Regions from separate parts of the Drosophila melanogaster genome. Here region 1 is linked to region 2. Evidence: chromatin contacts called from public Hi-C data. All regions are on one chromosome and are shown on one strand. Each heading gives the region's core, a stretch centred on a gene start, on an enhancer-like site or on the middle of the called end of the contact. The rest is flanking DNA. Distances are from core to core; before and after follow the strand shown.

Region 1 (6,925 bases), core at 4,032-6,531, 73 kb before region 2:
CATCGGCAAAGGGATGGAAAAAGGGGGGACAAACAAAGCCGTAAATCTCAAAGCCAAAGCAGATGCGATTCTGGCCGCAAAAACAACAAACAGAACTCGAAAGCAATTTAGATGCATTGCATATGCAGCTAGGATGCGGATATGGTTTACAAATGTTTGGATCAGTGGCGAGCTCTCTGGGTGTTTTGGTGTTTGTTCCAGCATCCAAGCAGCAGCCAGCACACAATGCATAACCATAAGCGATGGCGAAAAACAAGGCTGACAAGACGCACTCGCTCTAGTTGCAATTACAAGGACGCGACAACGTCGAATCAGGTTGCTGCCTATCATCCACCGAAAAATGGATGGTGAAATGGGGGCGAAAAGGTTTCGCTTTGTACGACTTGTTTACTGCACCAAAAAAAAAAAAAAAAAAAAAATGTGAAATGTTTTAGTCATTCAAATCAATGTAAGATTTAATATTGTTGCATGACCAGCCATTAGCATGCATTTCTTAGTTTGGAATAGCTGATTAACTAATATGTTGGTATTAAACTTTGCAATGATATTTCTCGCTGTGCATTTGGGCTCCTTCAGCAGCCAAGATAAATATTCAATTAAAGAACGCGTAACGAAGGCATGTACTTTTACCCCAGCAAGATGAATCGACTCGCGGAGCGAAGGACGAATTGCTCGAGAAGATTGCAGCAGATTGCGCCGGGCGCTTGCCATCGACTTTTCTAAGACACCACCTCCCCATTGGAATCCTGGCGCGGCGGCACCACCCACTTTCCATTTTCCACCCAAGCGTGTCAGTCACGGTATTTGTGTTCACTGCATTTCGCCTGGCCCTCTGCCTGCACGAGGACGTCACAAAGGAACAAAATGGCTGACATTGTTAAACTCAAAGTACAGCATAGCTGTATATAATAAAAATAATATTAGGAAGTGTAGGAAACGTGAAAACCGTAGCTGACAATATAATAATAATAATAGAAAAAGGAAGGGAAACTATGTTTATAACCTATGCCACGCAGTCATTCCCCCGCCAGCCATTCATCCGAAAGTGGTGAAACTTTATATTTAAGTAAGTGAAGTAACGAAATATTAAACCAATAAAATGATTAAATCACACCCCAAGGATGTTTCATACTTTTGTTGCAATATATTTTGCAAAATATTTCCACTGTGCCCACTTTTCACAAGAGTGTGACAAAAGGCGGATGGATGGTAGCGAAATAGGAATCGCGAGGTAAAATGAAAATAAGTGAGGAAAGGAAGTGGAAGCTTGCATTCAGGACGAAGAAATATGCATTCCAGCTGCTTGTGCTGTGCAGAGTCCTTTGGTAGATTCCTTCAAGGATCCCAGCATATCAGTCAGTCAGCCAGCCAGTCGCGCATTTCGTCATTCATTCGGACTCCTCGCATTCACTCGCTCAGTCAGCCGCTCATTCATTCATTCATTCATTCAGTCATTGCTGCAACGACGAGAGCCCTTTTGCTTGACTGCGCCACTTTCGGTCGCTCATTTTGGGTTGACTTGACTAATGTTCGTCGCTGAACCTTGAGCAGACCACCCACACAGAGACAGAGGCAGAGACAGAGACAGAGGAAAAGCGGACAAGCACAAATACAAATATAGTACACTCGTCGGAACCGTCATCGACTTGTCAACATTCTGACTGACTGACTGACTGACTGACGCACTCGCACACACACACACACACTTGCCAGGCGAAAGGGACATGGGGAAAGCAAAGGAAAGTGGGACTTTGAAAACTAAGTAGATGAAAAGCCGTCTAATGCCTGCGCCCGAAATGAGAAGCCCAATGCAGTCGACAAGCGATTTGCTCGTACTCTAACTTAGTTTACTTAAAAAATCGATTTTATCGACATGATTCATCGAGTTTCTTCACTTATTGAATAAAAAATCGATTTTATCGACATGATTCATTGAGTTTCTTCACTTATTGAAAATATGTATTGATTTTTATTGGATTTGAAGTATCATTTCAAATTAACAGCATTCAATATTAACAGAAATAAGTGGTACACTGCTCTGTAATATTTTAAGATATGAAAATGATCAATTAAAAACCAAGCTGTCACGTATACGCAATGTGGGCAATGTTAATAATGGCTAAAAGTGTAATCTGGCCTACGTGACGTATTAGCTATTTACGTGACCTTAAAAATAAGCAATCACGCAATCAAGTACTTTACAGGTAACCATAATACAAAAACTTATTTTCACCTGAAAGTATTTGTGCCCTGCGGATAATGTAGGGTATTTGTATAAGCCTTCGTAACGAAGATGCGGGCAGAAAAAGATGGCGGATGGATGCATTTTCAAAGCGTGTATATGTCAAGTGCTTAATGCGCCCCGCACAGATGTATGTGTGTGTGTGTGTGTGTGAGGGGTGTGTTTTTAGTGCGCCTTTTTGTTATATAATAGAAAATCCTTAATAACATTTTCTTTACAATTGTGCGAGAAGTTGAGGAAAATACGAAGAGGGAGCGATTTGCACTAGGCACACACAAATCTCTTTACGAGGCTCCTCCCATTTGGTTTTTTGCCCACTACCCCAGCTGAAAATCCTCCTCCAGCCCTTGAGTCGCCATCGTCACTCGCTCGTAAACATTTCACGCTTTGCCGAGCAATAAGTTCCTTCTCTTTTCAATTTTTCCTTCCGCTTTTCCTCCAAATTTTGCCCTTTTTTGTTTGTTCAGTCAGTTTGCCGTATTTGTTTTTGGCAGCTCGAAACTGCTGGATCCTAAATCCAGTATCCTGGATTCTATATATCCTGCTGGTCCTCTGTGACTTCATCACCCAACATCGTCAGGTGGTCTTCAACATTTTGCGTCGAAGAAGGGGTGTGCGGTGGCGCAGCACACACACAGAAGTTCAGGGGGACTGAAAAGCCAAATTCCTTTGGCCAATGTAGAAGACGAAGCTAGAAAGCTGAATGCTTAACCGCATTTCTATAACCGGAACCAGGATGTTGCTAACTTGGTTATGGCGGCGCCGCATGTTTGGGCTTAGGGCACGGAATGGGATTTTGGCTCAAATGCAGGTCGAAGGTCGAAGTTGCCTTTGCAAGTGCATTCGAACCGATTCCCAAGACAATAAAATAAACCCTTCCCAATGGGCAATGAAACATGCATTTGTTCAGCTATTGTTAATATTCATTAGGTTCAAGTGAGTGTAAATATTAGATCCGATTAGCTGACCTCTTTCAGGACAATCTACGTTGCTTTATGCATTCTGAAATGTAATGCATGCATTAGTTCATTTGAAACACTTCACTTAACGACTTATCTATTGTATTTAACAAGAAAGGTGTATTTTATACATTTTTACATCTACCAAAAATATGAATGCATATTTGAACAGATAAATAAGTTCAATTTACATACATTAATATTTATGCCAGCAATTTCAAATCCACGGTGAAATTTATTGATTGTCTGGCCCTAATGTTCGGTTTTTCCAACTAGATAAATCAAACTAAATGTTCGCTACGTTTCCACAGTTTCCAGAATCTCGAATCCCTTGTCATTGTTCAACGTCATTAGGCGATAAATTGACCTTCACGCATGGCCGATGGAGATTGGAATTGGAATGGGAATTGGAATTGGAATTGGGTATGGGGATATTAGGGTTTTTGTGGTGGGTGGTGCAAGACAAGCCGTATAGGCGTTGATTGCTAACCACATGAACCGGGGCCACTTGTCCAAATGCCAAGGAAAGCAAAAGTGGGCGGCGCTCCTAGAGCAGCAGTGAAGGTGCCAAAAAGTGGGTGGAGTTTAGGGAACGAGGAAACGATGGAACGAAGGATGTGGTGATGAAACAAGAGATGAGCGAACGAAGCCAACTTATGAAGACTCTAGTGTGTGCCACAAGCTTTGGACGGATGTGCGGCACGAGGGCAATATGTTTTCAGTGCAGCATTTCGATTTACGAGAAACCACAGCTACAGTGTGGGAATAAATGATGGTTCTTACAATTTCTAAAAAAAGTTTTTTTTTTATTAAGGCATACTGAGAAGATGGGAACATATTTAAGGCATACTTTTCAGCAATCCATCAATTTTTTTTGGAAAAAATATTTATTTTCTATTAACTAACATTTATTCTCAGTGCTTAAAGCCGCATCCACATCCTTAACCGTATAGCTGTCGCCTTCGTCGTTGTCGGCTTCATGTCTCCTACAACACGCAATGTGTAATAGTTATTTGATAATCTACCTGTTATTGACCTCATTTTTATGTATGTGTGTAGTGTGTGTGTGTGTGTATTTGTGTGTGAGCGGCAGGAGTATGTGTTTGAGTGCCTGATGTTGGTATTTGTATTTGTACGAGCTAGATGGCAAACACACACACAGCATACAGCACACGCACACACAGGCACACGAGTGTGAAACGACATGATATTGGCGTGTAAATTAGGTTTTGCTTGTATGTTATCCTCTGCCATTTCCCCCCACATCGACAATTCCAAGTTGCAGTTGAATGTAAAAATCTAGAGAAGCATTTTCTCGAGGAAATTGACATTTTTCTTGCTGGCACAAGGTTAAGACACCCCAACGAAATGGAACATGGTAAATGCCAACGATATGTCAAAGATGAAAGATAGTCGTAAAGCGTTCGAAAAATGGTTTAAATGTTTATTGGATCAAAAGTGTTGCAAATTTATTACAAGTATTTTTTCATACTTTTTACACCAATTAAGATGTTAATCCCCTTGAATAACAAACACTTTTACAAGACTATTTTTTACTATTTGCTACAATTTCGAACAGTTTCTGGTTCTTGACAACTAAACAAATACCGTTCTACTACTTGAATAAAAATCTATTTTCCAACACTTATGGATAACAATTCCATAATTTATCAGGCACACACACACATACAAATGGACCCATTTCAATGGCCTCAAATTGCTAGGACAAAAAGTTGGCATAAAAAAAAAACCTAAGAAAAAACATTAGTGAAGGCCTGCGTGACACATTGTGAGCTCGATATGCATGTGTATATATACATAAATACACATATAAATATATATATGTGTGTGTGTGGGTGAAATGAGTAGTGTGGGTGGCTATTGTTCTGAACTACGCTCAATTGCAACAATTACAGCAACAATGCTGCCCGTGAGCCCATTTACAGCAATTCGAGGTGTCTGTGTGTGGGAGTGTGTCTGTGAACAATGGTTTTACACACACACCCACACTGGCATAGCAGCCCACACACTCGCAGTGCCATTCAGTGTGCGTGTTCAATGGCAAACACAATGCTCGAAAGGAGGGCAAAGTTCCAGCGCAAATTGCATGCGATGAGAATGTGCAACAGCCGTGTCCGACCACGCCCCTGCCCACTTGCGCCCACCTTTCTTAATTCTCCTTTTTTGTTTTTTACCACCCCTTACCAACCCACGCCCCCCCTCCCCCCGCCAATTGTGCTTCCTTAAAAACTGCTCGCTACAAATGACTAATTTCACTTTTTCCCGTAGCCAAGCATGTGTGTGTGCGTGAGTGTTACCTTTTTGTGTTTCCTTGCTCTTGTTGCGAATTTCATTTCGTTACACTTTCTCCACCTCCTGTAACCTGCCTGTATTGTTTAACACATTGCCACTCGAAATTCTTTCATACTGATTGCTGTAGACGTTAAAAAGTATACAAGGATACAGCAACAAACACAGATAGCGTATACAAATTATACCAGCTACTTACAGTTTATTAAGAGTGTAATTTTTATTACAAATTATCCGCATAGTCCTAAAGAAAGAGCATCCTTTTATTTATTAAACAATAAGCTTCCTTTTTGAATGCATTTTGCCCATTCAAAAAAAAAATCCGCCTTTTTTTTCAATCAACCAATAAAATTGCCTACCGCAGAAACAATGCCCTCCCAACTCCATAAAGTCGTGTCAAGGTCTGAGTATAAATTGGAGGTGCCAGTGTTGGTAAAGGCAGTTGCCATCGTACCTCATTCCAAAGGACTTACCTAAAAATAGAAGAGAGAAAGAGAAGGAAAATAGCAAACATTAGTTTTATGCACGTTTTATTGGTTCAGGTTTATAAAGACTTAAATATTTGGCTTGTTAATATAGGCGGATTAAAAGAGAAATGCAGACAATTAGTTGTTTTATTTAAGCTGTGTTTTAAACGTCTTTACACAAAAGATAAAATACCTAACAGACTTGATGTAAGTTTTACAACACAGCCAATCCGATAAGTCAGTTTTCGATTAAGGCTCAGCTTTAGCTCAGAACTACTTCATTGGAAAAACCACTCGTCTATCTTGTTCACTAATCTTCTTAACTGGCCCCAAAGGCAACAAAATTTTAAATATTTTACCATCGAATTTCCGTCCCACATTTCTCGCTTGCTCTCTTAATCGAGCACATAATGCAGTTAAAGAAGAACGAGAATAAAAAAAAAAATATATATATATATATAGATAAAATTGGAAACTTTGGCCAACACTTAATCCAGAACGAAATCCCTACAAATTGTTGGTTCAAAGCTGCAGCAGCTGAATAAACTCTCTCGTTCTGGTGGCTAAAATAAAAAATGTGAAAAATTTAACGAGAATATTTTCCCTCAGACTTTTCTCCCGCCTCGCTTCCTGTACCTATATCTTCGCTTCCTGCATTGCTTTAGATTTTTTCATAAAGTTTGTGCATTTTGTATGTATGCAAGCGAGTTAGCTGGCGATCCGAAAGGGACTAACCCGTTCTCAACCCCCCCCCTTCAAACCCCTTTTCGAACAACCCCTTCCCTGCCGCACTTCCTTCCGCAACAAGGTTTGGGAAGCACTGTACGCATAGCTAACTAACCACAAAGCGCAAATAGAACTTTCTCTCTGCTCCACAAACGGTTGGCGCCATCCAGGACAAAGCGGAAGGGTTGAGGGTCGGTGGTGGAGAGGGGGGGGGGCTGATT
Region 2 (6,810 bases), core at 2,541-5,040:
ATGGTGAGTGTTGTTTGGAGAGGGTTCGCTGAACTTGTCTCTGGAGAAGGGTCGCGAGGTCTTTAAGGGAACCTTTCGCTAACTTCCGCTCGAGGATTGCAACATCTGCGTGTAAGCTCTGTGTGTGCAATTGAACTTGCAGTTCTAACAGCTGCAGAATTTGCATTGATCGCTCTCCTTTATTTTTGGAAATTTCCTTATCGCCGATCGGTCGATCAATGAATTTCCTTTCGGTTATTTATTAACTTTTACTAGTGGCCCGAGAGAAATTCGCGGCATAAAGATCGCTGACTGAAGATAGAGGAAAATGTAACAGGAAGTTATGCTCATAACTTCCAGCTGTGGCGGGCGAAGAAACTAGGAGGAATTCTTGTCCATATATGCATGAAGTTCAGTTCGGTTCGTTTTGGTTCGGTTTGGTTCGCTTTTCTCGAGCATCTTGGTTCGCATTTTGCTTTTTCTCCTGTAGCAATGTTCATCCTCCAAGGCCCTTTAGCATTTCACAAGCTCTGTTCTTTTGCCTTTCCTGCCTCTTCTGGTGAGTTTCTTCTCCCCAGTCTTCAATTCGACTGGTTCTACAAGTTTTATTATGGCCAGTTGCCTTGACTTTGCTTAGGCCAAATGGCAGACGACGTACCTACAATGCACCCCACCCAACGTCCTCATCCCCAAACCACCTTCTCCTGCTCCACCTCCTCAACTGAACTTGGCTCTCATGATCGTCATGATGATCTTCTTAGTCATTGTGTGTAGTTGGAACTTTAGCTCAAGTCTAGGCTGCAAAACCAAACAAAATGAAGTTCTTTTTCTGCTCCGCACTCTTTTCTTTTTCTTTTTCCGTTTCTTTTTGCTTTGGCTTTGGTTCTTCATCTTCTGGCAAAACTTGTACTTTTGCGTGGTTGAGAGGAGATTTTTTCTTGTATCTGGCTTTTAGTACCTTGTACTTTGGTAGTTATATAATTTTTTTTTTTTCGTTCGTTCTAGCTTCGCTCTAGTGTGTGAGTGTGCGCTCAAGTGTGTGAAGTTCTTGGCCATGGGCACAGCCCACTAAAGCCAAGAAAAACACGAACAGCGAGCGGTAATTGAACAAAAAAAAAAAAAAGTGAACAAGCAGTGTGACCAGAGGGTTCTTTGAAATCAGAGCAGCATGAGAACACATGTTTAGAGTGCAAGACCTAAATAATATTAAATCCTGCATAGATTGATCAAAGTTGGAACTTAAAACTTCAAAGTGTTAGTTATGAAGTTATGCGAATCCGATGAGCTCACCAACTTCTGTGTAATTCTATCCAATTTAAAAATTTTTTCTTTGAGAATATAACGTTGCGAAACGATTTCCCTTCAAATAACTTCCATTACAATATCCGCAGAACTCATAAAAATTATACAGCGGAAGCGTTCATAATACATTTTTAAGTGGATGGGCGATAGAGATGATGAAGGGAACTTGGTTGGCTTGGCGATAAACCGGGAGGAACCGAGAACGTAACATGTTATTTAATTTAATAAATGTTGTATATAGCACTCAACTACGCGCTCCGTGAAAATAATATATATAAGCTATAACCATGAAATATAATGCCTGCGTAAGGGGCAAAATTATGAGGCTGCGTGTGAGAGAAGCTACTCTTGAAGTGAAGTCGAGCCATAATGGTTGCATAAAAATATAGATATAATTAAGGCCAGACAAAGGGCAGTTAAAAAATGCTTAGAAACAAAAGACTTTAGCGAAAAAAAACGCCAAAAGAACGCTGAACGAAATTCACTTTCAAATAAAATCGAAAAGAACTTAATTAATAAAACTCGCCCCGAAAACGAAGAAAGTTCTTCTCGCCTAATCATTTATGAAAATTTTAAACCTTTAACCTAAGACCACCGCCTAAATCGAAATGACTTAATAAGCATGCTGGGCGATTATATAACAGAAACAGACAGAAAATAAAAAGAAAACTGAAAACAGAAAACAGAGATCAGAACAGAGACATGAGAACTCTGCTTGGCTTTTTTGGCAAAATAAAAAAAAAAAATAAATAAAACGAAATAATACGCTTACGAAATTCAATGAAAGTGATTGATGTCGAAGTAAACCCATAGCTCCGTTTTGGAGAATGGAAGATAGACAGGGCAGATATAGATACAAAGATACAAAGATACACTGGGGACGAGTTCGTTATGGTGTGGGCGAAAAGCAATAACAAAAGCTGCCCAAAAGTGAAGCTTGAAATTTGAAAAGATTTCCAGGCAATAGATATGGCGCATTGTATTGCCAGCCGATTTGCCATCGGCCAAAAAAAAAAAAAAAAACTGACTGACAGATTTGTAGCAATTATTTATCCAAGTAAATTAAAATTCTTTGCGTTGTTCTTTGATATTTTGTGCTTCGAGTATTCCAAACAAGTAACAGAACGCATTTATGTGACAACGGTTTGGCAAACGGAAATTTAATCGCTCCTAAAGGTGTATTTATGTATAAGGCAGCGAAAAGATTTTTAGACTCTGTTTTAGAAAAGTTCAACTTACCATTTTGAACTTGGCCAGTGGCGCATTCGACTTCCAATTCCGCAGGATTTTGTATTTGATTGGGATTTGCATTTGCATTTGGATTCGGGCTCTGATTTTGATTGAGATGATCGAGACTGTGGCGCGATTGTCCGAAGTAGTGACGACGATGGTGGAATCGTTTGCGCGTGAGGCTCAGTGGCTGTTGATCTGAATCGGGCACCTGTCCGAGCACCTGTTGCCCCTGACCTTGCGGTTCCGGTGGTGGTTGGGATGTGGGCGTTGGCGAGGGGCCGCTACCACTCCCACTTGGACTGAGGGGCGGCACCAAGCGCTCATCATCCTGATTCTTGTGCTGCAGCAAGTTTTGCGATTCAAGCAAGCGCTGTTGCTGCTGATGCAGGCGATTTTTGATCAGGAAAATCTTCGGCATGATGGATTATCGGTTGATTTGCGATGAACGATAAGCGATTTAACGAAACGCGACGGCGACACGCGACGAATTCAAGGAGGCGACGAATTTCTTCGTATTTTCAGGTGGACGAGGGACAGTTACAGTGGGTCCGAAATAAACAAAACACTAATCCAATTGTGTGTGTATGTTTGTTCGCCGCTCGTCCACTGTGTTGAAAAAAAAAAAATTGCTTGATTTCAGTTTTGATTTGGTCATGAGCCGAGCTCAAGTTAACTTCTGTTTTGCCCTCTTCATGTCTTTTGAAAGTTCTTCGGCTTTGCAAGTCAAAGTCAAGTCAATTATAATTGAGGGATTGTTTTGGGGTGTCCTTTCGTGATTTTGTTCTTTGGTTCGAGAATTTTGCTTTGTTTTGTCAAAACACTTCGAAAAAATGTACTTGAAAAATATTGCCTTTTCGGCAGTGTCGAGTCTTGGTTCTTTTTTTGAAAAATCAATTTTTTTTTAAGTTTTCGGTGACTTGTCGAAAAAAGTGTTGATTTTTCCCCCAAGTTTTCAAAAAAAAAAAATATTCGGTTATGAGAAATTTTTGTTTTTCCCAATTTATTTTTTGGGTTTTCAAACACTTGTTGGGTTCTTGATTTATTTGTGTTATTCAGCGCACTTGTAAAAAATATTACTCAAAAAAAATTTTGTTTCTGTTTTGTATGGATGTAATTCAATATATTACTATATTGATTGATGCACAACACAGTGTTTTCGTTTTTATAAATTGTATTGTTTTATGTGAGTTTAATGGTTTGCTTTGGTCTTTGGGATTCGCCCAGGTGAGTTAAGCGAAAACACGTGCATTCACAACGCCGGCTCGCAACTTACTGTATTCGAGGTAGTCAGTTAGGCCAAACCAAAGTCAACCGATCGATCTCGCCGCTACAACAAACTCAGTTAGACGGCGAATTTAAAACACCGTAAATCGAGAGAGAGAGAAAGAGCGAAACTTCCCTTTCGTATGAGTCAGAAAATAACGAGATATTCGCCGTTGCTCAGGTGAGAAAAACAGCGGCGAAACGGCGAACCAAGCGCACCTGTGTGAGAGAGAGTGAGAGTGTTTTGTGTGCGTTGCCTCATTTCGCTCACATAACGTTTCTCATGCAGTTTCGCGCTCTCTCTCTGTCTCTCTGACGCGCCCTCTCTTTCCCTCCTCAGAGTCAAGGTAGTGATGATAATGATGATCACGCTCATGATCAAGAATCTTCGCCTTGGCCATTTGCCGGCTGAGATCGTTTTTACCCGATACCGCGAGCTGTACTTGTGGTACTTAGAATTTGGTTGGATTGGCAAATTAATAGAAAATTTAGAAAAATTTCAATATAAATATTTATGTTCCGGTCATTTTTTGTTAATTTTGTACTGTACTTTCGAACTAAGGACTTTGTATTTACAGCACATCTTAAAATAATTGAATTAAAGCTAAATTTAAATAGATATTTTTCTTAAATGTTCTTAAGCCTATCAATAGATATCAATTATTAAAACGATTTGTTTAAATGAAATAGTTTGCAAATAATGTTTTTAAATATCCTCCTAATTATAATTAAATATTCTGGCTAGTTTGTTTCCTAAGTCATTTGATTTTCGATAAAAAGAACCCCAAAAAAGGAGGCATGATTGTGGCCCTTGAAGAATTTCATCATTATTATATCTGTGCGAGTGTGTTTGTGTACAACGATGGAAAGAGAACCGCGGTAAATACAATAAGAAGAAATAACGAGCCAAATAAGAAGAAGCAACAGCGGCAAGTAAGATGGAAAAATGTACCCATATAAGCGAAATTAAACGGCAAAATAGTTGGCAACGCAGGCATTTCTCGCTCTCAGGTGTGCGTCTCATTCTCTCTCTCTCTCTTTCACCAGCTCTCTCCTTCCCCTAAATCCTTGTGCGCATGCGTTTGTATGTGTGAGAGAAGATCGCTTAGAATGCGCTTAGAATGGCAAATAAGAAGGCCTAGCTCCATCTCTTTTCAACCCGCACAGGTGCGCTGCCAACGGATAACTAACGTTATTTCACCGACACACACACACACATGGAGAGCAAGTGATGTAAGCGACGGCGAATTCAGAGCGTCGCACACCTGTGTGGCACACACACTCATATACATACACGCACGCATACGCTCTTTTGCGGCGACGTAACAAATTTACAGCTAACTTTGAGCTGGTGTGCGGAGGTAGAGAGAGAGAGAGCAACGAGCCGAAGGTAAAAACGAAGACGAACTCACGTCCGAAACTGAAAACGAAGCCTCGTTCGCAGGTGAGAGAGGTGCACCATAAGAAATTAGTGCGCTGCCCCTTCAAAACTTAATAGAATAATAACATAAAACTGAGGATCAACTTAATCCTTTTTTTTTTTAATTTCATATCAAGTTAAAATTTTAAGAAATAACACATTTTTAAAATGTTGGCCTCTGATTGAAAATAATCGGTAGAATTTGTAATTCAATTATCTGAAACTCATTTTATTTCCGTGCATCGATGTGTATCGCGAGAGAATTGGAGAAAGAGCGGCTCTGAGAATCTGAGGCCGAAGTGGCAGGCACAGAAAACCTGTTGCTAACTTTGGCTTTGACTGTGACTTTGCCGTTGAGGCAGCGGCAATGTTAATGTCATGATGTTGGCGTTAGTAGAGGTTTTCCGTTGGCTCTTCTTCTTCTCGGTCGGTGGAGCCTTCTGAAGAACATCCCCCCCCCCTGCGTTGTTGTTGCTGCATTGTTCCTGCGCCAACTTCACTCTCACTCAAAAAGCCGCTCGTTGGCCAAAATGCAAGTGTTCTGGTCCAGAACGAAAATATGCACAGATTTTGGTTGTACTAAAAGATTTGATTATATGTACATTGTGTACATAGAATGTTCTTGAAAGCGAGAATTTGTATTATGTCTATATATTTTTTGCAAATAGTTCTATACGAAATAATAATTGATTTTCTTTGATTTATTTTCAGAATCTAATTGAAACCCTTGCAGATAAAAAGTAAGTTAAAACTCTCAGCGAAAATTTAAAATGCAACTAGTTTAGTTTAAAGCTTTATTATTCTAAAATGGTTATTGAAGCGACTATAATATAAGCCCAAAGTTCAGATAGTGGATCGAGATCTCTAACCAAAAGCGAATCTCAAGTTCTTGATTGCGAACCCAATGAGAATCGAGCTGGTTTTTGTTGTTGGCCCAGACCTAGGCCACCAAAGGTATAGACCACGACCGACACTGCTTGCCAGATCCATATATATATATATATATCTTGTCTATATGTATACATCTATACCGATGTACGTAAGTGTGGAATTGCACATGGCAAGTGTGTGAGTGTGTTCACTGGGCTGTTAATGCCTTGACTTTGGCTTTGGTAGTTGGGTTCTTGTTTAGGTTGGGTGGGGTTCGTTCCAAGAAGGGGGCGGTATGGGCGTAGAAGAGGGCCCACGGAGCCAACAGAATTTTCTCGTTGTTAGTGTCTGCATCTTCTGCTCCACGGGCAGAGAGACACCCCCCCCCACCCCTCTTTGCCCGCCGTCGCCCATTTCGCTGGGTAATTGCTGTGTTTAAGAATGTGTTCCTTTGGGCCTCAATGCGCTTGGATCGTTCGATCTCATTCACTCCTTCTTGGCTGGTAGTTCTTGCCATTGTGCGATGGTGTTGTACACTCGAAAAAAATGATCAGTAGTGTATTTTTGATTTATTTTGATATATCAAAGTGCAGAAATGGGTAAAATGTCTTGTGTTTATTAGTTTGGAAAGCCAAAGGTGCGTTGCCAAGCAAAAGTCGGTTTTGCATAATTTAAAAAGGAAACAATTGTTTAGATTATTTAAAAAAAAATAATTCAAATAAAATCTTGAATGGAATGTATGG

Evidence for each region. Hi-C and Micro-C count contacts between places; a contact is called where the count stands out from the background.
Region 1: a Hi-C map of the OSC cell line shows a contact between it and region 2, with 2.1 times the contacts expected there. The contact joins the enhancer-like site here to the promoter of ovo in region 2. A contact is called at or near these places in 4 of 107 Hi-C or Micro-C datasets (the OSC cell line, the S2 cell line, the Sg4 cell line and 1 more).

Annotation. Positions count from the first base shown.
Region 1 is chrX:5,119,242-5,126,166 of dm6, reverse strand. All of the region lies in intron 2 of CG15465, which reads right to left. All of the region lies in intron 2 of rg (rugose), which reads right to left. Among named protein-coding and RNA genes, the nearest start is that of Rpn13R, 9.2 kb to the left of the region's middle. Within about 2 kb of position 5,281, at least 7 of the 39 cell types and tissues checked have an H3K27ac peak or open chromatin away from gene starts, as enhancers often do.
Region 2 is chrX:5,045,253-5,052,062 of dm6, reverse strand. ovo (ovo,) reads right to left here and starts at 3,790. Exons shown (of 4, transcript NM_001169202.2): 1 at 2,521-3,790. The coding sequence starts at 2,932. It overlaps lncRNA:CR44833 (long non-coding RNA:CR44833), which reads left to right. Exons shown (of 4, transcript NR_123794.1): 2 at 5,909-5,937.